Linked DNA regions of Mus musculus: all the other regions are linked to region 1. Evidence: chromatin contacts called from public HiChIP or PLAC-seq and promoter capture Hi-C data. All regions are on one chromosome and are shown on one strand. Each heading gives the region's core, a stretch centred on a gene start, on an enhancer-like site or on the middle of the called end of the contact. The rest is flanking DNA. Distances are from core to core; before and after follow the strand shown. Region 1 holds the start of Bpgm (2,3-bisphosphoglycerate mutase). Region 2 overlaps Cald1 (caldesmon 1). Region 3 has its middle 24 kb from the start of Akr1b3.

Region 1 (3,043 bases), core at 301-2,800:
GATTTCTATACTCTCCTTTAAAAAAATATTTTTTTTACAATGATCTGGTTAGTTTGGTTCAGTTTAAATATGGGCACAAAAGAATATGTCCTTGAAGCCGGACACTTTTATTTGCTATAGACTTCATACAGAGGTCAATACAGTGAGAGTTTCCTTGTAGACATGATAGTGAAAAATTGTCTAATTATCTTTAATTTTACATAGCCTTTAATAAAGGCATGGGCCTTAGAAATGTAACTTCTGCCTTTTTAAACGATGTGGAAACTGGGCTGGAGAGATGGCTCAGTGGTCAGGAGCACTGGCTGCTCTTCCAGAGGAACTGGGTTCCCTTCCTAGCACCTGCAGGGGGGCTCATAGACATTTGCTCCAGTTCCGGGGGGGGGGGGGTGGTCCATGGACACTAGGCGTACACAGAGTACACATACATACATTCAGGCAAAAAAATCATACACATAAAACAGTCTTGAAAAAAATGTGAAAATTGGGCTGGAGAGATGGCTCAGAGGTTAGGAACACTGCCGGTTCTTCCAGAGGTCCTGAGTTAAATTCCCAGCAACCACATGGTGGCTCACAACCATCTGTAAAGTGATCAGATGTCCTCTTCTGGTGTGTCTGAATACAGCTACAATGTACTTATATACATAAAATAAACAATTCTTTTAAAAAAATGTGAAAATTCAGTTTTACAGACAAACTAACACGACTTTTATTATAGAAACGTTTGTACCTGCTGCTGAAATGTAACCATTTACTTTTTATTTCCTCCCGAAGGCGTCGGAATTCTGTTAGTTAATATTCTAGAACCATTTCCCCCATTCACGGGCTATAAACCCTTCCTAATTTGGGGGGGGGGGCTCCATCCTGCAAAGTCTAATAATAAACTTCATTACAATTTTGCATTTCTTTTGACTTACTGTAGTGAAATACTTGCTCCTACCCCTTAGCACAAAAAGAAATGACACTTTTTGGCCATGATAGTGGTGGTCGGGCGTGCACGCGTGTGTGCTGGGGAGGGGGTAGTGTTCCCCTGAACCCGGAATATGGTTCCTGAGACTCCTGAATATGCAACAACCTCTTTGCCTTCCATGATATTTCCCCCCTTAACTTACACTTTTAGGATCAAGGTCTGCCTTCGCCCTACACCTGCTTCCTTCCAGTGAATCCACTGGCTAAGACAAGTAGCCACACCTGAGCTATCCAGGAGGTAGAGTTTAACTTTGCTAAGCCACCATCACTACAGCTCTGGGTTCACACACCATCACTCCAGCCGACAGAACTCACTGTTCCTGAGAGATGCTCGCTGAGAAAGGGCCAGCTGAGAGCTGGGGTACTCGGGAGGGTCTCGCTTGAAGCGGGCATCAGGTTCCCACCAGATACTAAAGCCGGGCAAGGTAGCAACCGGCCTTCTCACGATAGAACAGCAAGCCACTCATGAAAGAAAAGAAATCCTCACAACTGTAACAATTACAACGAAGCCACTCACCTGCAAGGAAACTACCAGTAGCAGCCGGTCCTCGGTAACGCCGTGCTGCAGACGCCAGTGAGGATTCATCGCTACAGCCGGCATCAACGCTCTTTTGTAGCCTAGAAGCCAAAATGGTCAGAACCGATAGCGCTGGGTATTGGAAGACAGAGTTGTCACTCATTCACGGCCCCGCCCTCTGGCCAGCGACCAGCCGGAGGTTCTTTCCGGTTTCTCAAGTCCCTGGGGTAAGAAGGGAAGCTATGATTGGTTTAATGAGGAAACAGACGCACGGATAGACCAATAAGATGGTAGTTTCGGACATAGGCAGGCGGGCTTTAGTCGTAGAGACCCAAACCCCTGAGCATCGCCGGGGCAATGTTTGTGGGCTGCTAGCTTTGCCGTCCAGAGACCTGTTTGAAGTTCTCGAAATTGAAACACACCTGCTGTGAAAAGCGGGTCAGCAGATGAAGGGATACTTCTTCTAGTTAACGGAAAATTTCAGGTCCTACCTAGGCTGAACCCGGTAGATCCTCACGAAAGCTTGTTTGGCACGCCTGTGCGTCGAAAACAGAGATTAAAATGAAAACCTTTAAAGTGTCCTATTTACAGATAGTCGCTCATTCTTACTTTCTCCTAACATTATGAAGAGAAGAGAAGCGAATAATAGGATATCCTAAAAGTACAAGAAGGGCGAAGAGGTTAGAAAAGTAGAAAATGGTACACTACAGTTTCTGAAATTAAACCTATGAAAATGCCAGCTTGTCACTCGGGTCTGGTACCAGAGCTGGAAGCTACTAAGCAGGCTTGAACTACCACACAAGGTCTGAAACGTGTGTCAAAACGTGAATGAGAAAGATAAGAAATGTTATGTGTGCCTGAGCAGACGGGAAAATTCCCCTTCTTGGTTTCTGAAAGCTGTTCCACTTAGTGTCTTCTGAACTCACCTAGTTAATTCTATAAACAAGTCCAATAAGTTTGTGACCAGCTAATGGGTGCTCAGATCAGTTATTTAGGATGAAAATCTTGACACACCATGAACTGGTGTCATGATGGCCTGCTTGTAGCAAGCTGTATGTCCCATTTATGCATTTTAGCTCATGATAGTTGCAGCTACCCCTTTCTGAGAGAGCGTCTCTCAAGGACAGTGAGTTCTGTCGGCTGGAGTGATGGTGTGTGAACCCAGTGCTGTAGTGATGGTGGCTTAGCAAAGTTAAACTCTACCTCCTGGATGGCTCAGGTGTGGCTACTTGTCTTAGCCAGTGGATTCTCAGGTCAGAACAGCTGGAGAAGGAATCTGCCCAATCGTACACACCTGCCAACCTGTTCTTCCTCTTCTTCATGAGGGCAGATGGACCAGAAAACATTTCCGCTGCCCTGTAGTATCAAAGCTTTCTCCTCAGGAAGGGTAACGGCAGCCATGCAAAACCAATCCTAACAGCCATACAGCATTTGACATTTGAGGGTACTCTGAACCTTAGGATGCCTGCTCATTTGATTTACTTTGACCTTGTTAGGAATACTCAATAACACTAGCTTGGCATATAAAACTTTACAATACTTGTCTTTTAGAACTATTCA
Region 2 (3,043 bases), core at 331-2,830, 250 kb before region 1:
CAGAGGTGAGTTAAAGGGGCAGAAGCTACATAGCTCACAGATTTGAAAGGAAACACCATGTGATCCTGTGTTGATCACGCATGGCTATTTGCTTGTAATTGATTTGTAACAATGGTCTTAATACTCCTATCAAAAATTAAACAGAGCCAGGTGTGGTGGTGGACAACTTTCTTCCCAGCACTCAGGCAGAAGCAGACAGACATCTATGAGCCTGGTCTATGTAGCAAATTCTAGGCCAGCCTGGGCTACATAGTGAGACTTTGTCTAACAAAGAAAGAAAGAAAGAAAGAAAGAAAGAAAGAAAGAAAGAAAGAAAGAAAGAAAGAAAGAAAGAAAACAACAAAAAGCCAGGTGCCATCAGTTATCTGTCTTGATTTATATATATTCAGTTATTTACAAATTAATCATATATAGTACTATTGAAATGCTTACACATTATAAAACACAAAAAGAAGTGTAAGAGAATAATACTGAAAAAACTTATTAAAGGTCTAATTTATCAGTATTCATAGAACTTCTATTACATCTTAATCTTAGTTTTAGCACACTGTGATCAGTTATTTGAAAGCCTGGCTAGCGTGAGCTTCAGTTGATTCTGCCATTCAACTTTCAATGACAGTTGCAGCTTAGGGTTTTTTTTTTTTTTTTTAATTTTTAAAATTATATGAGTATGAGTGTTTGCTTGAATTTATACGTGAGCACCATGTGTATGTCTGGTGCTTGAGGAAGTCAGAAAAGGGTGGTAGATGCCCTGGAACCAGAATCATGGATGTTTGTGAGCCATCGAGGGGTGTTGGGGATTGAAGCCAGGTCCCCTGCAAGAACAACTGCTCTTAAGGGCTGAGTCCTCTCTCCAGTCCCTTAGTCTTGTGTTTAAGTTTATGGAAAATGGATACGTACAAGTGGGAGAGATAAACGCTTGGTATGTTGAAGCATGGAGCTAACATACTAAATCCCCCCTAATTTCCAATGTGTGTCTGTCCACCATTTCTCCTTCCAAAGCCACACGAATTTTAAATAAATTGCTTCAACTTCTACTTGTGAGATTTAAGAGTTTTATTTCCCCCTCAAGCCTAGGTATGAAGACAAGGTATGATTGTCTTGGTAGATCACACTTACAGATTTTTTCAACAACAAAATCACAAACGAAAGTCTATTTTCCACATAATTTTTTTTTTTACCATGTGAGTTTTTGCTGAAGGTGAAAATGTTGGTCAGTGACTATGGCGGTCGATGGCTGTGCGGTCGGCGACTGTACTAAGAACCTTGGGCTTGTATATCTACAGTGGGTGGACTGTGTGCTACGTGGATTGGGTTTCAGTAGAGATTACAGACCTAGGAAAAGCCTTTGGCTCCTCACACAGCCTGCTGAAAAAAGCAAGCGAGGGGCAGAGGAAGCCCTCCTCCGTGCTCCCTCAGCGAGGTGGGCACTGGCTCCCTGAGCACAACCTTCCTTGTATTTCCAGCAATTTCCCTTCTGCCTGCAGCTTCTGCACAAACCTTCAAAGCACAGGGCTCTTTAGCAATGTTAGTTTAAACTAGATAAGGCCTGCCACAGGTAAACCTTCTGACTCCACCGAGACTAGAGGGCCACGTGGCACCGAGAGCTGCGCATTCTAAGCCCCGTGCTTGCCTCTGGGGATGGTACACATGGCTAGAAAAGGGGTCAGGGGTAAGGTGTCAGGGCCAGAAGGGATGGCCAGAAAAGTACCAGAAAAAGCTTTAATTCTTTGCCCTTCCACTCCATTTTCTCTTCCCCTGCCTTCCTGCTTCTATAGCAACATTAACATCCCCCTTTCCTCTTGCCAGCTCCAGATGCACCGACCCTCCACCCTCGAGAGAGGCTCAGAAGCAGCAGGCATCCTGAAAATCGGCCTGTGCCTCCTGTGAAGTCACCAAGGTTGTGTCAGACCTGCATCACGGACTGCTTTATTTGCATCTAAGACCCCACCCCCTACATCCATCATCAGGAGTGTTCCTCTAGAGCTAAAGTTCTGTTTCACCCCCACCTCACCCCGGCACCATGTGATTTCCATACACTACTTTCATTGACTAAGGATGCCCAAAAGCATGAAAGGGAAGCAAAAGGCATTGAAACACTGACAGGTGGCACCTGGGGAGGCACCGAAGGTGTTCCGGGGTGTGGGGGAATCTCACTGAGGGAAGAAATGACCGTGACTATGAGATGACAGATCAGAACCATATTAAACCTGAACGGAGCAACAGCATCAGCTTCACAGCTTGATGGCAGAGGTGACATCAGCAACAAATACAAGAGCGGGACCCCAACTTGTCACATTTCTCTCAAACCCTCCCCCTCTAAACATTGAAAGTGTGGTAACCCGACACCTCATTTCTCTCAAATCCTTCCCTCTAATTGTTGAAAGCAATTACTGGCCACAAACTTTCCAGTGCTTGCTTGGGCTGGTACATTTTGCGCACTGGTCTAGAATGCAAATGTTTCAGTGGATTTATCATGGATATGCTTGGTATCCTTATGCTTCTTTCTTGGCAGAAGTCATTATTCAGATCCCTCCTGGAACTAGGAACTGGAAAAGGTATGTTTTCCTTGTCTAAAACCAAAGCAAGCAACAACAATAACCACAGCCACAATTGGTGGTGGACAGAAGACATATCTGATTTGAACCTGGTCAATAATGGGAGGCTAAGGCAAACTGAGTCACCTGGTGTGTGTGTTTGTTTGTTTGTTTGTTTTCTATTCAGACTGTGGACTCTGGTCCAGATCAAAGATTTATCTTTCTGTGTGTTTGTATGTGACTGTGTACACAGCACCTGCCTGTCTCTCTCATTGTTTGTATGTGAATGTGTACATACCACCTGCCTGTCTCTCTCATTGTTTGTATGTGAATGTGTACACACCACCTGACTGCCTCTCTCATTATGTGTGTGTGAATGTGTACACACCACTTGCCTGTCTCTCTCATTGTTTATGTGTAACCGTGTACACAGCACCTGCCTGTCTCTCTCATTGTTTGTATGTGACTGTGTACACACCACCTGCCTGTCTCTCTCATTGTTTATG
Region 3 (3,043 bases), core at 330-2,829, 180 kb after region 1:
CTTGATTACTCTGTTTAATTATACACCAACTCATTACAAAGGGGGTTCTGATTCCTGTTTGTTTGTTTGTTTGTTTGTTTGTTTTTTGACAGGGTCTCTCTATGTAGCCCTGACAGCTGGGAACTTGCTTTGTAGACCAGGCTAGCCTTGAATTCAGAGCCTCTCCTGTCTCTGCCTCCAAAGTGCTGAGATTAAAAGTGTACCATGCCCAGCTCTGGATATTTCTCTCTCTCTCTCTCTTTCTCTCTCTCTCTCTTAGTGGTTTTAGAGCTTTATTGTAGAAAGGCAGGGGGAAAGAGAGCAGGTAGAAAGACAGAGGCTGGCCATGGCCACGTGGAGAGAGATGGGGAGGGAGAGAGAGAGAAGGAGGGCTAGAGATGAGAGTAGGAAAGGTGAGAGCTTAAAGAGCCAGCTCTGGTTTTTTTACTATTTATTTTATGTGTGCGTGTGTTTGCATGTGTGTACACACACATGACACAGCGAGCATGTGGTGGTCAGAAGACAACTTATGAAAGTCAATTCTGGTTCCCTTCTTTGACTGTGTGGGCTCTGGGGATCGAACTCAAGTCATCAGGCTTGGAGGCGAGTACCTTTACCCACTGAGCCATCTCACCACCTTCAGGTTCTGACTCTTAAAAGGTGTTTAAGGAAAAAAAAAAAGTCTTCCACGAAAAACAAAGTTGGATGCCTCAGGACTCTCTGCTTACTTCCTGCACTTGGGTAATGATCAGTGGGTGTTGAGTATGGAGACCTAGTTATGTGGCCAACTTCCTTCCGCACACTGAAAAGCATGGAAAGATTACTCCATCTCTCGCATGACAATCTAGAAGGGACTCCTCAGGCATCATCTGGAAGCTGGTGGCATTTTCCTTTAGAAAGAGGGGAATGAGTCCTACGAAAGATAATGAACGTACCTATTTCGTGCACATTGTTCCTATGTCCTATTCAATTGCATCTCACTTCCTGGATTTCTCTGGAGGAAAGTAGAAGAGATGGGCTAAGATGTCTGTGCCTATAACTTCTTACCTTTCCACTTTACAGTAGAGAGGCTACTTTCTCTGTGTGCCCGTAGAGAGCAGTCTTCGCAAAGTCTTGCCTGCAGGGAAACATGAGGTGATAACCGCCTGATGGTGACAGAGGACAGGAAAGGATTGCATATTTTATAGACTGCAGGGAGGTGATATTCCCATTCACACGAAGGCAATTAGGCAGCACAAAGGGCCTGGCCTCTACTCTATGCTGCTGAAATCTTCCTTGACCCAGCTTCTCCTCTGTCCATGTACGTGACTAAATTCCTCTTGGATAGGGTGGAGTACATACATTGCCCTCTCTCTGGTTCCTGTCTGCTCCCTGGCCTGCCTGTTTCATCAGAACTCACCTGACAGTGCCTCTGTGGTCTAAGTGGGTTTAAGTCAAGCACTTGGGCTGAGCACCCTTTACAAGGCCAAAGCCAAGCCAAAGCCAAGCAAAGGCAGACGGGAGCCTTGTTCCTCCTGCTCAGGCTGTGTGAGACAAAGGCCGTTTCCGTCCATGCTTACCACCTCCTAGCCTCCTAAGCTTATAGCACGGTGTGTGCCTCCCTCTGCTGGCTAAGCTGGATCAACACTTCTGTTTTAGTGATTGTACGTGGAGAGACCCTTCCTGGCAGTACCACTGTCTAAGCCACTAACAGAAGGAGCGGGTACAACACTAAGCCCTTGGTATACACCACCTCCAACCCTCACCGAGAGTTTGTGAGGGAGGTAGCGTTGCTCCCACCAAACAAGAACCACTCTTAACGTATACAGAATGCATGCAGTTTGAGGAGGAGGGAAGGAGGTGCAGACACAGCAAGCTCCGTGTTCCGAGCCACTGTGTAAATACATGATCCCTACAGGGTGTGTGTCGCACAGCTTGCCCCAGTTGACAGACATGGCAGGCCAGTCATGCCTTGCTATTCCCAACAATCCACCTGCTAATGACCCCATATATCATCTCCCCCTTCTCTTGTGTCCAGAAACCAAATTCATGAGCACCCCGGTCCTTTCCCTTTACATCCTTGTGTCGTTTGCTCCCTTTATGCCTGCCTCACACTTATGCAGCGATATTGAAACCAGATAGAATTCAACAGATTTGTCCATACTGACTGGAGGGGAATGAGATTTGACGGTGGATGTAAAATAGGAAGAGAAGTGATCACATGACCTTTTCACTAATGGAAACCACAGCTGGTAATAACCCTCTTATATTACCTTTCCTCTCTGGGGCTTTCCAGAAATATCTTGTAAAATAAAAACCTCAAACCACACAGGCATTCCCTCTCTTGGTGCCTGTGTTGTTACTAACTCTTCTGCTTGCCGCCTGCCTCTCCTGAGCTGCTCACCCCTCTCTGCAGTGTCTGCTGTTTCCTTTTTCTCTTGCCAGCCTGGGACTCGGATGGCCTCCGCCTCCTCTTCACCTGGCTCATTGGCCTATTCCTGAGGTCTCCCTTCTTTTCTGGGTTTCTGCTCTTTTACTAGAGCTTCTATTCTGTCTCCACCCCACCCTACAAGCCTCTGAGCTCTCTAAGGCATTTAGTCAATATTCCTAGGACCCAAATCCCCACTACTGGGTTAGGGGGACCCTTTAGAGTTTGGATCAGATCCACTGATTTCCTTACGTTACTAAAATCTCAGCAGTGATCTGGGTTCACCCATCTCCAAAGAAGAAAACTGAGGCTTACAAAAACATGTTTATCTGTACTCTCTCCCTGTTGATGGGCACATTTGAAATACCAAACTAATACTCGCTCTTCAACGGCATTCTTCACTCTTGCTTACCCAAGGACCCCCCTACACTGTCGTGTTCACAGTCTTAAACGTACATGTTTAGAATACTTGGTCCCCAGTTGGTGGTGCTGTTTGGGGCTGTTTAGGCGATGTAGCCCTGCTGAAGGAGAGATACCACTGAGGCGGGCCTTGAGAGTTCATAGACTTGCCCTACTTCAGTTTACTCTCTCTGCATAACTTGTGGTTCAAGATGGAGGCTCTTAGCTGCCTTGTCTTGGTGTCACGACGGCCCCTTG

What was found. Promoter capture Hi-C pulls out the DNA fragments that hold promoters and counts their contacts. HiChIP or PLAC-seq counts read pairs in DNA pulled down with a chosen protein or histone mark.
Region 2: a contact with region 1 is called in a promoter capture Hi-C map of liver. The contact joins the enhancer-like site here to the promoter of Bpgm in region 1. A contact is called at or near these places in 10 of 39 promoter capture datasets (the 3T3-L1 cell line, 3T3-L1-derived adipocytes, cranial neural crest and 7 more), 1 of 484 Hi-C or Micro-C datasets (muscle stem cells), 8 of 115 datasets of contacts at active chromatin or transcription factors (bone marrow-derived macrophages, embryonic stem cells, epiblast stem cells and 2 more) and 1 of 9 other capture datasets (adipose tissue).
Region 3: a contact with region 1 is called in a FOXA1 HiChIP or PLAC-seq map of pancreatic cancer cells. The contact joins the enhancer-like site here to the promoter of Bpgm in region 1. A contact is called at or near these places in 6 of 39 promoter capture datasets (the C10 cell line, the HPC-7 cell line, Sertoli cells and 2 more), 1 of 15 datasets of contacts at CTCF or cohesin (the NIH/3T3 cell line), 4 of 484 Hi-C or Micro-C datasets (bone marrow-derived macrophages, embryonic fibroblasts, embryonic stem cells and 1 more), 6 of 115 datasets of contacts at active chromatin or transcription factors (the HPC-7 cell line, bone marrow-derived macrophages, embryonic stem cells and 1 more) and 5 of 9 other capture datasets (adipose tissue, embryonic stem cells, liver and 2 more).

The regions. Positions count from the first base shown.
Region 1 is chr6:34,474,863-34,477,905 of GRCm38.p6, reverse strand. It overlaps Bpgm (2,3-bisphosphoglycerate mutase), which reads right to left and starts at 1,550. Exons shown (of 3, transcript NM_007563.5): 1 at 1,484-1,550.
Region 2 is chr6:34,726,033-34,729,075 of GRCm38.p6, reverse strand. The region is part of intron 3 of Cald1 (caldesmon 1); the gene reads right to left. It overlaps Gm38787 (a long non-coding RNA gene), which reads left to right. Exons shown (of 3, transcript XR_868972.2): 1 at 1-2,558. Among named protein-coding and RNA genes, the nearest start is that of Gm38787, 5.2 kb to the left of the region's middle. Within about 2 kb of position 1,580, at least 11 of the 459 cell types and tissues checked have an H3K27ac peak or open chromatin away from gene starts, as enhancers often do. A contact at or near this core is called in liver, where this site is marked.
Region 3 is chr6:34,291,562-34,294,604 of GRCm38.p6, reverse strand. No RefSeq gene overlaps it. Among named protein-coding and RNA genes, the nearest start is that of Akr1b3, 24 kb to the left of the region's middle. Within about 2 kb of position 1,579, at least 53 of the 459 cell types and tissues checked have an H3K27ac peak or open chromatin away from gene starts, as enhancers often do. A contact at or near this core is called in bone marrow-derived macrophages and pancreatic cancer cells, where this site is marked.